Linked DNA regions of Mus musculus: all the other regions are linked to region 2. A link is a contact called in public HiChIP or PLAC-seq data. All regions are on one chromosome and are shown on one strand. The core of a region is the stretch at or near the end of the contact, and the rest is flanking DNA. Distances in the headings are between cores, read along the strand shown.

The links. HiChIP or PLAC-seq counts read pairs in DNA pulled down with a chosen protein or histone mark.
Region 1: a FOXA1 HiChIP or PLAC-seq map of pancreatic cancer cells shows a contact between it and region 2. The contact joins the promoter of Traf2 here to the enhancer-like site in region 2. A contact is called at or near these places in 3 of 39 promoter capture datasets (hippocampal neurons, liver and stem cell-derived epiblast-like cells) and 2 of 115 datasets of contacts at active chromatin or transcription factors (large pre-B cells and pancreatic cancer cells).
Region 3: an HNF4G HiChIP or PLAC-seq map of pancreatic cancer cells shows a contact between it and region 2. The contact joins the promoter of Ptgds here to the enhancer-like site in region 2. A contact is called at or near these places in 10 of 39 promoter capture datasets (the 3T3-L1 cell line, the C10 cell line, embryonic stem cells and 6 more), 1 of 115 datasets of contacts at active chromatin or transcription factors (pancreatic cancer cells) and 1 of 9 other capture datasets (liver).

Annotation. Positions count from the first base shown.
Region 1 is chr2:25,545,355-25,549,914 of GRCm38.p6, reverse strand. It overlaps Traf2 (TNF receptor-associated factor 2), which reads left to right and starts at 2,975. Exons shown (of 11, transcript NM_009422.3): 1 at 2,975-3,053. It overlaps Gm35476 (a long non-coding RNA gene), which reads left to right. Exons shown (of 4, transcript XR_866044.3): 3 at 1-311; 4 at 1,850-1,990.
Region 2 is chr2:25,108,930-25,113,829 of GRCm38.p6, reverse strand. No RefSeq gene overlaps it. Among named protein-coding and RNA genes, the nearest start is that of Noxa1, 16 kb to the right of the region's middle. Within about 2 kb of position 2,824, at least 88 of the 459 cell types and tissues checked have an H3K27ac peak or open chromatin away from gene starts, as enhancers often do. A contact at or near this core is called in hematopoietic stem and progenitor cells, liver and pancreatic cancer cells, where this site is marked.
Region 3 is chr2:25,467,321-25,471,504 of GRCm38.p6, reverse strand. Ptgds (prostaglandin D2 synthase (brain)) reads left to right here and starts at 1,756. Exons shown (of 7, transcript NM_008963.3): 1 at 1,756-1,945; 2 at 2,378-2,517; 3 at 2,596-2,672; 4 at 3,317-3,433; 5 at 3,586-3,687; 6 at 4,160-4,184. The coding sequence starts at 1,832. The coding sequence ends at 4,179.

The DNA.
Region 1 (4,560 bases), core at 1,726-4,225, 440 kb before region 2:
TTTATAGTCAAGCCCACAGGCCCTCAGCTCACAACATTGTGACCTAAGACAGCAGCTTTCTCTTTAGTACCCTGGCACCTGGGTACAGTCACATGCCTCCAGGTCCTGCTGTCAGTGGTTCTTGGCTGACGCTAGTTCTCAGGGAGTGAGCAGGTGCTGTGTGGGTCCTCCTGAGTCTGCCCAAGGGACACCCCAACCTCTGCCTCGCCCTCAGTGGCTGTCTTGCTGAGTAACTTTTGCTTTCTTTTTAGCAGGAAGAAACCCACATGGGAATCCCCAACAATCACAGTGACTCACCCATTTCCCAGCCAGTGAGTGAAATGAGTCCCCAGGATGTCACCCAATTCTGTACTGGTGGGTGGGGCAGTGAGAGCACCTCCCATTCTCTTGATCTGGTCTAATTCTGGTACACACTCTACAGACCAGCCCCTCTCATCCCCTCCCCCAAAGAGTGCACATAAAATCTCCAAGTAGAAAAGTCTAAAGTGACATTTTTGTGGCAGCAGGTGTTGTACTGGTAGGCTATGGTTAAGGTTGTTATGGCAACGATGGTCTCTGGCTCTGTTGCCTTTAAGGTCTGTGGGCACAGTTGCCAATGAGATCTTTGGTGGATGTGGGTGAGGGAAGGTCTGGAGCATGGAGCACACCTGCATTTTGCCCTGAGGGAGCAGATGCTCTCAGCGAATGAGCTTACGTTCAGGCTAGCTTCTCAGGCTCCTCGGGGCTCTCAGGAAACACCTCCTCCCACTGGTAAAGAAGGCTCCACAGGTGTGGACTCACTACCGTGAATAAGCCCCAAAGGCTCCAGGAAGCTACGTGACCCAGCAGTTGCCTGAACTTCAGCAGAAGAGGACAACTTTGCTGTCCTATGGGTGGGATTCCTGATTCAGTTAGGGGAATTCCAACTTCCACAGGAGCAAGGGTGTGCAGTCAATGTGGTTGGATCAGCAGTGCCTGCTGCAAGCAGCTCTTGTCCCAGAACAGTTTTCATAGCTGCAGGATCTCACTTGGACTCCCTCGGCTCCCAGAATCCTTGCAATCTTCATTAAACTGCTACCAGAGTTATTAGGGTCAGAGCCTGTTTTGGCATCCCGAACAAGCCCTGCTCAATCATTTGTCCTCAATAAGCTAATCAGAGGTGAACTTTACCAGTGAAAAGCAGAAAAGATCTATTCAATGTATCCATACTAGAAAGAAAAACAAAGAGATTCAATGACACAGCCTTCACCATATCTACCTTCCAGCTCCTGGATGAAGTAATTAACTTCAAGTAGAGGCTGGAGGTATGCATCACTAAGTAGGCTGGGTCAAGGTGTGGTCCTGTCCATCACTGACCCATCATTGTCTGAGCTCGGCTAGCCTGCAAGATGGCCTGAAGCTGCACATCTCTTCCCAGGAGACAAGTTTCTTCCTCGGTTGGCCCCAGGCTTCAGCCTTCTTTCTCCTTCTGAGACTCCTGGAGAATAATTAAATTTCCTGGGGTACATTGTTTCAAGAGACTGGTTGCCAAAGAGAAGAGCATAAGTATCTCTTAAAGTCAGTTACAGAATGAATGCAGGCAAGACACAGAGGGTAGAGTGCAGAGGTGTCCATCCTTCCACACTGTGATATAACAGCTACAAATGTTGGGATGCTATCCTGGGATACATGCTGTGGGTTGGACACCCCTGATGGTGAGCTCTAAATACTTTGTGTGTATATACATATATGTGTATGGTGTTGTTTATATGTGGTTATGTGTGTAGCGTGTGTGTGTGTGTGTGTGTGTGTGTGTGTGTGTGTGTGTGATGTCTAGAGATATATAGAGATATGTGTCAGCATATATATATATTTTTTTTCTTTTTTGCAGGAAGAGATGACTCAGGAGTTAAGAGCTCTCTCAGAGTTCTGAAGTTTGGTTTGGGTCCCAGCTCACAAGAGCCTGTAACTTTTTTTTTTTTTTTAAGATTTATTTATTTATTTTATGAGTACACTGTAGCTGTCTTCAGACACACATCAGAAGAGGGCATCCGATCCCATTACAGATGGTTGTGAGCCATCATGTAGTTACTGGGAATTGAACTCAGGACCTCTGGAAGAGCTGTCGGTACTCTTAGCCACTAAACCATCTCTTCAGCCCTGAGCCTATAACTTTTGCTCTAAGGGATACAATGGCCTCTTTGTATGGAATCCCTGGATACTTCACTCATGTGCACAGACATACATACTTATAATTTTTTTAAAATACCTTTTTAACAGGACTGCAGAGATGAGAATAGACAATTGTCAGAGGTGTACAAATCTACATGTTGACGTAGACTCAAGTCTCCAAACATAAGCTTTCTTGGGGGACATTTCCCTGTTCATGTGGTTGAAGGTGCTCTTGATGAATCCTTCAAACTTTTTTAAAAACCTTTTTATTGGTTCATTGTGCATTTCACATCATGCACCCCATCCCACCCATCTCCCCCTCCCCTTGTACCTGCCTTTCATCCTTGCAACCTCTCCCACAACAGATGGAAAAAAATCTCGTCGCGGAAGCTGTAGTATGTCAGTTTGTTCCACAGTATACCCTTTTGTCTACACTTCTTTGTTCGCAAATATTCATTGAAATGTTAACTCTTTAAACTTTTAAATTACACTTATTCGTCTATTTGTGTGTATGACTAAATAATGCATAAACCCCTGCTCTCTTTCCACGATGTGGACCCAGGGCTCGAACTCGAGTTACATTTGGTGGCAAGTGACTGCAAGTGACTGACGTCCACGAAGAGAGGCTCAAGGCAGCTTCCTCAACAACCTTGCTAGGAACCGGAGAAACCGGCTTAGCCCCCACCCCCTGCGCCGCTCTGACTAATCACCGCTCTCTGCGGTTCCGTGCTCGTTCCTGGTAGGTTCCTGCTTCCGTCTGTCAGCGGGCAGAGTCAAGGCGGCCTATTTGACAAATCGACGGCCGCTGCTGCTCCCTGTGAGCTCCTGGTAGGCGCGTGCGTCTGTCCGTCAGACGGGGCGGGCCGCGGCAGCGGGGGTGTTTCCCGGCGAGCGCTGAGTTCCGGGCGCGCGAAGACCGTTGGGTGAGGCGGCGCGGATCTAAGCGGGGGGTCTACTCTCAGCGGCGGCCGGGCTGGGGTCAGGCGCGGGGTGGGAGTGGCGGTTGGGGGTCAGATGCGGGGCCGCCGCTGTCTGGGTGAGGTGGGTGGGTAGACTTTTCGGAGCCGCGGAGCCGGAAACTGAAAGTCGCGGGAGGGGGGCCGGAAAAGTTCGCGACGTCCGCAGCGGTGCTTGGCTGCGCGCCTACCGCGGTGGCTCGGGGTTACAGCAGTACGGTCCCTGCCCCAGATCTCGGTCCGGCATCGCGCCCGAGGGACCCACGAGCCCCACTTGCCCTTACTGGCCTTGAGCGAATACCTGGTCTCCCAGGCCACTTTTACCGCTCACCTCCCACCCACTTATGCTTTTTGGATGGGGCAGTCAAATTTGGTCTGCCAAATTTACGTCGCCTTTTCTGACACCCGGCTACACAAATCACGGACACCACCTCCCCCATAAGGCCTCTTCCCTGTTGGTGGTTTACCTTCCCTGTCCTCCTTTATTTTTTCAGATCTCACCTTTCTGCCCCTCAGAACCTCTGTTTCTCTGGAAACTATCTTGCTTTTTGTAAAGTAGTCTGGCCTCGAACTACTGAGTGCTGGGATTAAAGGGCCTGCGCCACCACCGCCCTGGAAACTATGTTGATGGGATAGATGCATATGTGTCAGGGTGTGGAGACTGATCCCAGGGCCCTTAACCTCCTGACGCCTGCCTAATGGAGGTTGGACCTAGTGTATATTCCACATGATGGACTTGAAGCCCTGAGTAGGTGGAAAGGACATGAGATTGATTAGAACTCACAGACGTACTCCCAGCGGGCCCCAAAATCGGAGAAACAAACTTTCAGCTCCGTGGACACAATGCAATGTCATCATTGTCTTGTGTGCAACTCACTAGCTTGGCTACCAGTCCCCCAGAGAAGTCACAGTTGACCTTGCCACCACGGCCCCTTCCTGCCTGCGTAACTGACTGAGAAAGGTGGTATTTAGTGACCCAAAGTTAACTGTTATCAGGTGGAGACCCCAAGCAATCTCAAATTGATGTTTAAGTCTTAAAAATTAACTTTATTGCTGAATACTTAATGATGGATTTATAAATACTTGAGTTTTAAAAGCTGAAGGAAGGGTTGTTTTTTATCAAGCCTTGTGTGTACATCTGGAAGGCTGAGTGCTGTCAGCAGTTGTGTCTCTGGTCTGAACTGGTGGCTCCTTGCCTGCCTAGCAGGTCTGTGAGGTGTTTACCTGTTGGCTGTTTTTTTCCCTGGGACCCTCTAGTCCGTACCTAAACTGACTATTCTCTGACAATACAGGCTGCCTGGAACCCTGTTACTCTTCTCCTGTTTGCCAGTCACCATGGGCTCCTCAGGAGATTCTCCACTATGTCCACACACCTGAGCAAGGGCCATGTGCATTCATAACCTAGTCTCACTGGCTCCTGGGCTGCAGCACACTGAGCACTTCCAGTCAGAGCTCTCTGGGAATCCCTGCTGTG
Region 2 (4,900 bases), core at 1,575-4,074:
TTTTGTTTAATGTTCTGTACTTAATAAAATGGGTAGGGGGCTGGAGAAATGGCTCAGTGGTTAGGAGCACTGACTGCTCTTCCAGAGGTCCTGAGTTCAATTCCCGGCAACCACATGGTAGTTCACAACCATCTCTAATGGTATCTGATGCCCTCTTCTGGTGTGTCTGAAGACAGCTACAGTGTACTAATATAAATAAAATAAATAAATCTTTTAAAAAAATAAAACAGGTAGGATTTGTTTTTGCTTATCTGTTCTTTATTTGTAGTTAATTTATTTTAAATGTAATTAAAATTGTTTCTTTGTGTTTGGGTGTTTTACCTGTATATATTATGTCTGTGTTACCTCATGTCTGCAGTGACCAGAAGACTCAAATCCCCTGAAATTAGGGTTGCAGATAGTGTTTGAACCACCACATTGGTGCTAAAAATCAAAAACAGGTGCCCTGGAAGAATAGCAAGTGTTCTTAACAGCTGAGCCCTCTCTCCAGCCTAGCACTACTTACGTTTTATATATAGGTCTTACTATGTATCATCAAGTTTTACTCTGCTTTCAGCTCTGGTGGCTCTCTTGCCTCAACCTCTCCAGTGCTGGACTCATAGCCATGTGCCACTGGCTTGAGGCAGTGTTCTTGTTCTTTTTCGTTTTTATTTTTGAGCAGGATTTGTTTATGTAGACTAATCTGGTCTTGAACTCACAGAAATCCACCTGCCTCTACCTACTGAGTGCCGGAATTAAAGGTATCCACCACTATGCCAGGTCTTGAGGCAGGTTTTTTTTTTTAAAAGATTTATTTATTTATTTATTTATTTATTTATTTATTTATTTATTATATGTAAGTACACTGTAGCTGTCTTCAGATACCCCAGAAGAGGGCATCAGATCTCATTATGGATGTTTGTGAGCCATCATGTAGTTGCTAGGATTTGAACTTGCGACCTTCAGAAGAGCAGTCGGCGCTCTTAACCGCTGATCCATCTCTCCAGCCCTTGAGGCAGTTTTAAAGCAGCCTCAAGGCTGAAGGGTGAAGCAGTTCTGTGAACAGAGAGCATGAAGACAGCAGGTTAGCATCTATACCCAGGGAGTACACTGCAAACATGCAGTTGGATGGTCTTGTTTGCCTCAGTTAAAAACTGGGCGCTAGCTAGCTTGGTGGTGAAGAGCCATCAGCTTCTCTTCCAGAAGACCTGGGTTCAACTGGCAGCACTGACATGGTGGCTTGCAGCCATCTGTAACTCCAGTCCCAGGGCATTCAATGGCCTCCTCTTCAAGCTTCCTTGTGTAGTGCAAGTATGTGGAGCCAACACACACACAAACAACAACAACAACAAAAAACCCACACACATTAAATAAATTAGGAGAAAGAAAACCCCAGAAACCACCCAGGAGCTGGAAATAATAGCAGACCCCTATACTCCCAGCTCTTGGTAAGCAGAAATAAATTTCTTACAAGTTTGAGGTCAGTATGGTTTATATTCTGGTCAGAACTATAGAATGACACCCATCTTAAATGCATAAAGAGTAACCAAGAAATAATAAAAAGGGTCATATTTTTTTAAGTTTAATAGATCGGCACAACTATGCTGGTGGTGGACCTGAAGCTGACCATATAGGTCCCCAGGTTAGTGACTGCGATTTCTGTTCCCGACCCGTTTCCACTTACTTCAGTGTCTGTCCGCTCTGACTGCTCAGCAGCCTTGCCCCTCCCCATCAGGTTTCCCTAGCTTTATTTTTTTTTCCTTAGTTTTCTCTCTAAGTAGCCCTGGATGTGTTAGAACTCACTGTGTAGACCATGTTGGCTTCAAACTCACAGAGATCCTCCTGCATCTGCCTCCCCAGGGCTGGTATCCCAAGAGATGGAGAGCACCATCATGCCTGGCACTCTCGCTTTCCAAGGGACCTTGCTGTTTTCCTACGTTCCCTGCCAACCATGGCTGGCCTAGCAAAGGTTTGAGGGATCTTTGGAAAACTCCACGAAAACAAAACAGAGAGCAGCCTTTGCCTGTTAACTCCCCAGTGGACTTGGCACCAAAGCTAAAGGACATTCAATCCTTTAGCTCCTTCATTCTGTCACTAGACACTCTGGGTTCCAGCCTGAAGGCACTCCCCTTGTTGTGACCTTCCAGCCTCTTGCTAGAAGTTTCCTCCCATAGTTCCCCACGGGCCTGTTGTGTACTGTCCTTTCCAGTGTTGGGGCCCAGTGGCACTAACAGCCTTGTCTTTCTGGAGGATGTGGCCCAGTGCATGACAAACATCTCCATGGTAACCTCCCTAATGATCAGTCTCCCTCATGCACACTGTGGGCAGTCATGTGTCAGTGGAGAGCCCTAGGAGTCTGTATCGGCCGTGGGTCACGCCTATGGGCAGGAGTGGGTCTCTATGGCGCTGGGCACCACCGAGATGGGGCCAGGTCCAGGGGCATGCTGACGCACATTGCAAACAATTGCTACATCCTGTTCTTATGACATAAGAACAACAGGATGCAGAGAGGCGTTCATCTGAATGGATGAGATAAGCAAGTTCTGTGGCATTCTGCAAAGCCACAAGAGGGTAGGCTCCAGGAGGTGGTTAGGAGAGCACTCCCGGGCTGTAGAGCTATGTAGAGTGGTTATGGGAGTACTCCCTGGGCAGGGATCCTGAGCTGTAGAGCTGGGAAGCCAGCTGAACACTGCTGACTGCTGAAGCCTTCTGCTCCAGTCCTTCCTGCCTCTCAGTTTATCCACATTCCCTCATGGGCTCTGGCCACATCCCTCTCCACACCAGACCTGGGACAGCTGTTGCTATAAGGACATCCTGGGCTTGCTGGCAGGAGGCCTTGCTAGCAGGTCTGGGACAGTAAGACAGATGGCCTCTGGCCAGAGCTTGAACCTTGACCCCAAACCCTGCTTCTCAGGAACACAGGGAGGGGGATGGAAAGCTACAACCTAGGGAGGCAGACTTACTGAAAGTCAGAACAGACAAATAATGAATTCTTCAGAAGTGCCACATGGAGGAATTGTAGGAGGGAGGGGTCTTGGGAACTTAGGGACATTTGGACCACTGGTGTCTCCCCAGATGTCTTCATGCTAACATGGCTCTGGGAATCACAAGAGAGGCTCTCAGATGAACCATGGAGGGATAGGGCTGAGGCACAGGGACATTGGGTGGCAACACATGGTTGTCACTTTATCTATTAAGCTCTGAGCTGACTCAGCTTCCTACACTTTAAGTACTTTACAAATCCAGGTAGGGACATGTGTTGAAAAGTTATTCCCAAAGTCAACTGCAATATCACCACATAGGGTTAGTGGTAGATACCATGAAAGTCTGTCTCTGAGGGCTGGGCACTGTGGCTGAGTGTGGCTATGCTACACTGGACACCTGACTGCCTCAAAGGGTCCCCTGGCACATGATCTCCACAGAGCCACCCAGAGCTCCGCTCACCTCTTGTCAGACTCTGCTCATTGGGTCTGAACTAACTGTAACCAGCACAGCAGTATGCTGGCTACGTTGCCTCATAGCAGAGTGACCTGAACCCAGTGTTCCACTCTCAGGGCTGTTTGATGATCACTGGGCAACCCATGACAGAGCTGATGGGAGTCTGCAGAAGGTCCTGAGAAAGGACAGTGCCATAAGGTCCTGGAGACACACAGCACCCCTACGATGCCTGGAACTGCCATCCCCTCAGAGAGCTGCACATGGCATCACCTTCCAGCCTCCTGCCTTTCTACCAAGGCTGGGGCTCTCTAGTCCAATCCCTCTTTAGTCTCATGTCTACGGTGCTGTGTTAATAGACCCAAAAAATGTCCCCATGCTCAGGCATGTGGCAGGGCAGCTTGTGAAGAGAGCAGCAAGCAGCATATGATTACCCACCCTGGTGTCTTTAGGGAAGCCGCTTGATCTGAGGCCAGAACCCAGCATGGCATCTAAGAGCAGGAAGCCATTCTCAATTCTCAACACTCCCATTCATAACACTCACTGCACACCAACAGACACTGTCACAAACTACAACTGCACACCAGCAGGCACAGTCATACACACACATTGCACACATCACCAGTCACTGTCACACACTACACACTGCATACCACCAGGCACTGTCACACACTACACACTGCACACCACCAGATACTGTCACATACTACACACTGCATACCACCAGGCACTGTCACACACTACATACTGCACACTACCAGGCACAGTCATACACACACTGCACACCACCAGACACTGTCAAACACTACACACTGCACACCAACAGACACTGTCATACACACTCACTGCACACCAACAGACACAGTCACACACACACACACACACACACACACACACACACACACACTGTACACCATCAAGCACTGTCTGACACTACATGCTACATAGCACCAAGTACTATGTGACACTACACATTGCACACCACCAGGCACTGTCACACACTACATACTGCACACCACCAGGCACTGTCATACACACACACTGCACACCACCAGGCACTGTCATACACACACACTACACACCACCAGGCACAGTCTGTCACACACTACATACTGCACACCACCAGGCCAGTCTTACACACACACTGCACACCACCAGACACTGTCTGACACTATACACTGCACACCACCAGTCACTTTCACAGACTACACACTGCACACCACCAGGCACTGTCTCACACTAAACACTGCACATCACCAGACATTGCCATACATTGCTCACTGTACACTTGCTGGCCATGATCACCTTCCATTCATTACATACCTGTTGGCCACAGTCACACACAGCTCTCTGTATTCTTGCTGGTCATTACACTACTCATTGTCCTGACCATGACCACTTACTGCTCATTGCACACCCACTGGCCACAGTCATACCCAGGTTGCTGCTAAACTACAGGCTATGGTTCACATAACACTCACTGGAT
Region 3 (4,184 bases), core at 507-3,006, 360 kb before region 2:
TTGGAGGAGAGAGATGGGAGGGGGAGCTACTACCTTCTCAGAGGAGAAGGGGTGGGGGTGAGGGAGAGGCTGTGGGAGGGAGGACTAGGAAGAGGGGCAGCAATCGAGCTGTAAATAAATAAATAAATAAATAAATAATGGGGGAAAAATCAAACCACGGTATCTGGGCAGAAATAACTTTAGAGAAGAAAGATTTATTTTGAGGCATGGAACCAGGAACAATGGAGAAGAGAAAGCAGCAGGAACAGAGGCCAAAAATCACCTTCAAAGGCCCTTCTCCAGCGACCTACTTCTCCCAGCGAGACCACACCTCCTAAAGGTTCCACAGATCCCCAGAGAACTGTCATCCATCAGAGGACGTTTAAGCAGAGTGCTGGGGACATGTCAGATCTAAACCACAAGAGGCTTCCACACTTGGAAGTACTTCCCATTACTCTGCTTCAGTCATCTACAGGACCCCACACACAGGTTGATGCTCCCAGGTTTTGCCATGTTGCTCTTCTGTTTGTTTGTTTGTTTGTTTGTTTGTTTGTTTTTCTGAGACAGGGTTTCTCTGTGTAGCCCTGGCTGTCCTGGAACTCACTCTGTAGACCAGGCTGGCCTCAAACTCAGAAATCTGCCTGCCTCTGCCTCCCAAGTGCTGGGATTAAAGGCGTGCGGCACCACCACCTGGCATGTTGTTCTTCTTGCCCCCATCCTCAGCCCCTCTGGAGAAAACTCCCAGATCAGCCGCTGGGCCTGGCTGGGGTCGGGCTCTGTGGTCAGCTTCCCTCTGACAGATCCTCTCTCCTTAGGTTCTGGGCATGGATGGAGCTGAGTGTTCTGGGCAGGGAGGGGCTGAGGTGGGCTGAGTAAAGGGGTTCTGGAATCTACCCACTTCCGGTAGCCCCAACATTAGTGAGAAAGCAAGAGACCTTCCTCACAAAGACCACTCAGATGTTCATGTTAAATGATCCTGTGCCCCAGAACCCAGGATAAATAAATGTTCCTGGGCCCCAGGGACGGGATGAAGGGCAGTGTGGGCTGGCTCTCTCTCTCTTCTGTGGTCATTGGTGTCCCATCCAGAGACAGATCTTGGAAGCCAGGAGGAAGCCACAGACTCTGTCCTCACCTATAGTAGCTTGAAGCCCACCGCTTCACCCTTCCCACCCACCACCTCTATGGGAGCCCAAAGGGCCACCATGTGAACCCCAGAAGCTGACCACGGGGGAGGCTGTACTCAACATGCCGGTTCTTGGATTTGCTTCAGGGTAGAGTGCGTGAGCTTCTTTATCTTGGTGAGGGTTCCTCATGGCCTCATGACTGCTAGCCTTTCAGGACCAAATGTTCAAGGCACAAATGGTGCTTTGTGTTCCCTGCTGGGGTCATGGGACTTGGAGAGGGATGATAGGTAGGGCTTGTGAGAAGCAGGTCTTAGCCCTAGGTGGGAAGTGACTAGATTTTCCAGCAGCAGGGAAGCGCCAGAGTACACACCCGGCACCATCCCCACTGTGAGGTATGTGGGCTTTGCCGGCAGGAGTGGGCAAGGTCTGAGCCAGTTCTGCCTCTGGAGCTGGGGATGGGGGCAGGCAGAGGTTTCTTCTTCTAGGAGGTGTGGGGCTCAGCTGGAACCTCTTACATAATTAGCAGATGAGGCTGCAGCTGGGACAGCCACCCTCCCTCACACCAACATCACGAGCCTTCAGTGGGCAGTCCTTGGGCTTTGGGTGGAGGCCAAGCCTGACTCATAAATAGGGGGTCTCCACAGTGCCCTCTGCTCCTTCTGCCCAGTTTTCCTTGCTTTGTCCACATTGCTGGCATCAGGCCCAGGCACCTGCTCTGCTCTGAGCAAATGGCTGCTCTTCGCATGCTGTGGATGGGTTTGGTCCTCCTGGGTCTCTTGGGATTCCCACAGACCCCAGCCCAGGGCCATGACACAGTGCAGCCCAACTTTCAACAAGACAAGGTGAGAAGGCCCCCTACCCCACACCCAAAGAAGCAGAGCCCTCAGGCCAGAGCCAGGCTTTCTCTTACCAAAGAGGGTGTTCTGGGCACTGTCAGCCTGTGTGCTTGTGCATGGGAGCTAGCTGGAACCACCCTGGCACACAGCCTGGTTGGTCCACCTGACTCTGTCAGGAATGTGGTATGCTCTGATATAGTGGACTAGGATGAGGGCTGTGACAAAGACAAGGAGTTCAACACCCTGGGGAAAGAGGGGGGTCTCTGCTACCCACTCCTCCATGGGGCGATGAGCCAGCCTGCTAGAAAGGGAGGGGAGTGGAGAGAGAGGCATGCTGCTAGGACCTGTGTGGGGAGGAGTCAGAGGAGGGAAGACCAGCCCACCAGGGTCTGCCCATGAGGGGCTCATGGAGCAGACCCAGGCATCCACTGGTCGCAGTTCCTGGGGCGCTGGTACAGCGCGGGCCTCGCCTCCAACTCAAGCTGGTTCCGGGAGAAGAAAGCTGTATTGTATATGTGCAAGACAGTGGTAGCCCCCTCCACAGAAGGCGGCCTCAATCTCACCTCTACCTTCCTCAGGTGAGACAAGGGGTTATGGCAAATTCTGGGAGACATCCTGGGGCTTGGTCCCTTACTTCAAGGGCAATCTACCCACAGGAAAAACCAGTGTGAGACCAAGATCATGGTACTGCAGCCTGCGGGGGCTCCTGGACACTACACCTACAGCAGCCCCCGTGAGTGAGCCACTTCCTTATCTGGGTACAACCCTCTGTCCCAAAATTGTGGGGATAATGGTCACAGCACATCCAAGGCCAGGTCTGATTGTGAGTCTGCCTCAGGCACACGGGGCCACCTCTCTCTGGGGACTTTAGCCTCTCTGAGGCCCACCCACATTCTTCAAGGTCCCTTTCCTGCCCAAATGGAATTTTCCAGTACTCTGCTGCTCAAGTGGGTCACATACAGGCATTCCCCAAATCCTACCCACATTTCATAGCTTCTATCCAAGGACCTCTTTCCACCCCTCACCTGAGCTCTGGCTCCCCACCAGAACCCTATTCCCTTTGCCTTCCGGCTATATTGTAACCCAGCCTGCTGATGTCTTCGGTCTAAGTGCTTTCTACTCTCTCCCTAAGACTTATGGTTTGGAGACAGTGTTCCCAGGCTGTTCAGGCAGGGAGCTAGAAACTGTCTGGTGGCCACCCGGGGGGGGGGGGGACGCGGGGGGGGGGGGACAGGGAGGGCAGCCAGAGCAGAGGTGGATGAAGAAGACCTGAGACCCCCCCCCACAGAGAAGCCCCCAAAGGCCACCCGCTCTGAGCAGAGGGACGGAGATGTGGGAGCCACATGTTCCAATCAGTGTCATTTCTTGGGTTCCCAGACTCGGGCAGCATCCACTCCGTGTCAGTGGTGGAGGCCAACTATGACGAGTACGCTCTGCTATTCAGCAGAGGCACCAAGGGCCCAGGCCAGGACTTCCGCATGGCCACCCTCTACAGTAGGTATCCCAGCCCACAGGTCCACGCACAGGGGAGATGCCTGGGGTTGGAAACAGACCAAGACCTGACCCTAGAGAACAGTAACAAAGGTGTGTGGGAGCAGGGCGGGGGCTTTTTGCTTCCTGACACCAGACCGTTCTTTATCTACCAGGCAGAACCCAGACTCTGAAGGACGAGCTGAAGGAGAAATTCACCACCTTTAGCAAGGCCCAGGGCCTCACAGAGGAGGACATTGTTTTCCTGCCCCAACCGGGTGAGGGGGGCTAAGCTGCTGGGGAGGGAATTATAGTCAGATTAGTGCAGCCTCTGGTTGCAGCAAGTGAGGGCAACTAGGGCGAGCTTAGCCTTGCCCTACTACCTGCTAGTCCAGGGGGCTTCAAGGAAATAAATGGAGGTGTCAGTCTGTCCGACATTATTACATCTACCTACAGCCCCCTTTATTGGGAATCCTGTTCCTGGTGGACACCTAGCTCCCCTGTCTGCCAGCCCCCTAGCTAGGGGTGCAGGGGTGATACTGGAACAAACAGATGGAGAAAGACACCTTTTATGTTTTAAAGGACAGATTGGGGCAGAGGTGGGTGGAGTCTGAAGTTTGGGGGCTCAGCCAAAGCTAGTTCTCCATGGCCTTGGGGAGGCTTCTTAGAGTCCAGGAAGAAGCATGGAGTCCTGGTGAATGTGTGTCTAAGCCTGGTGCTCACTACTTCCCTGGGCTTCTTTCTTGGCAGATAAGTGCATTCAAGAGTAAACGCA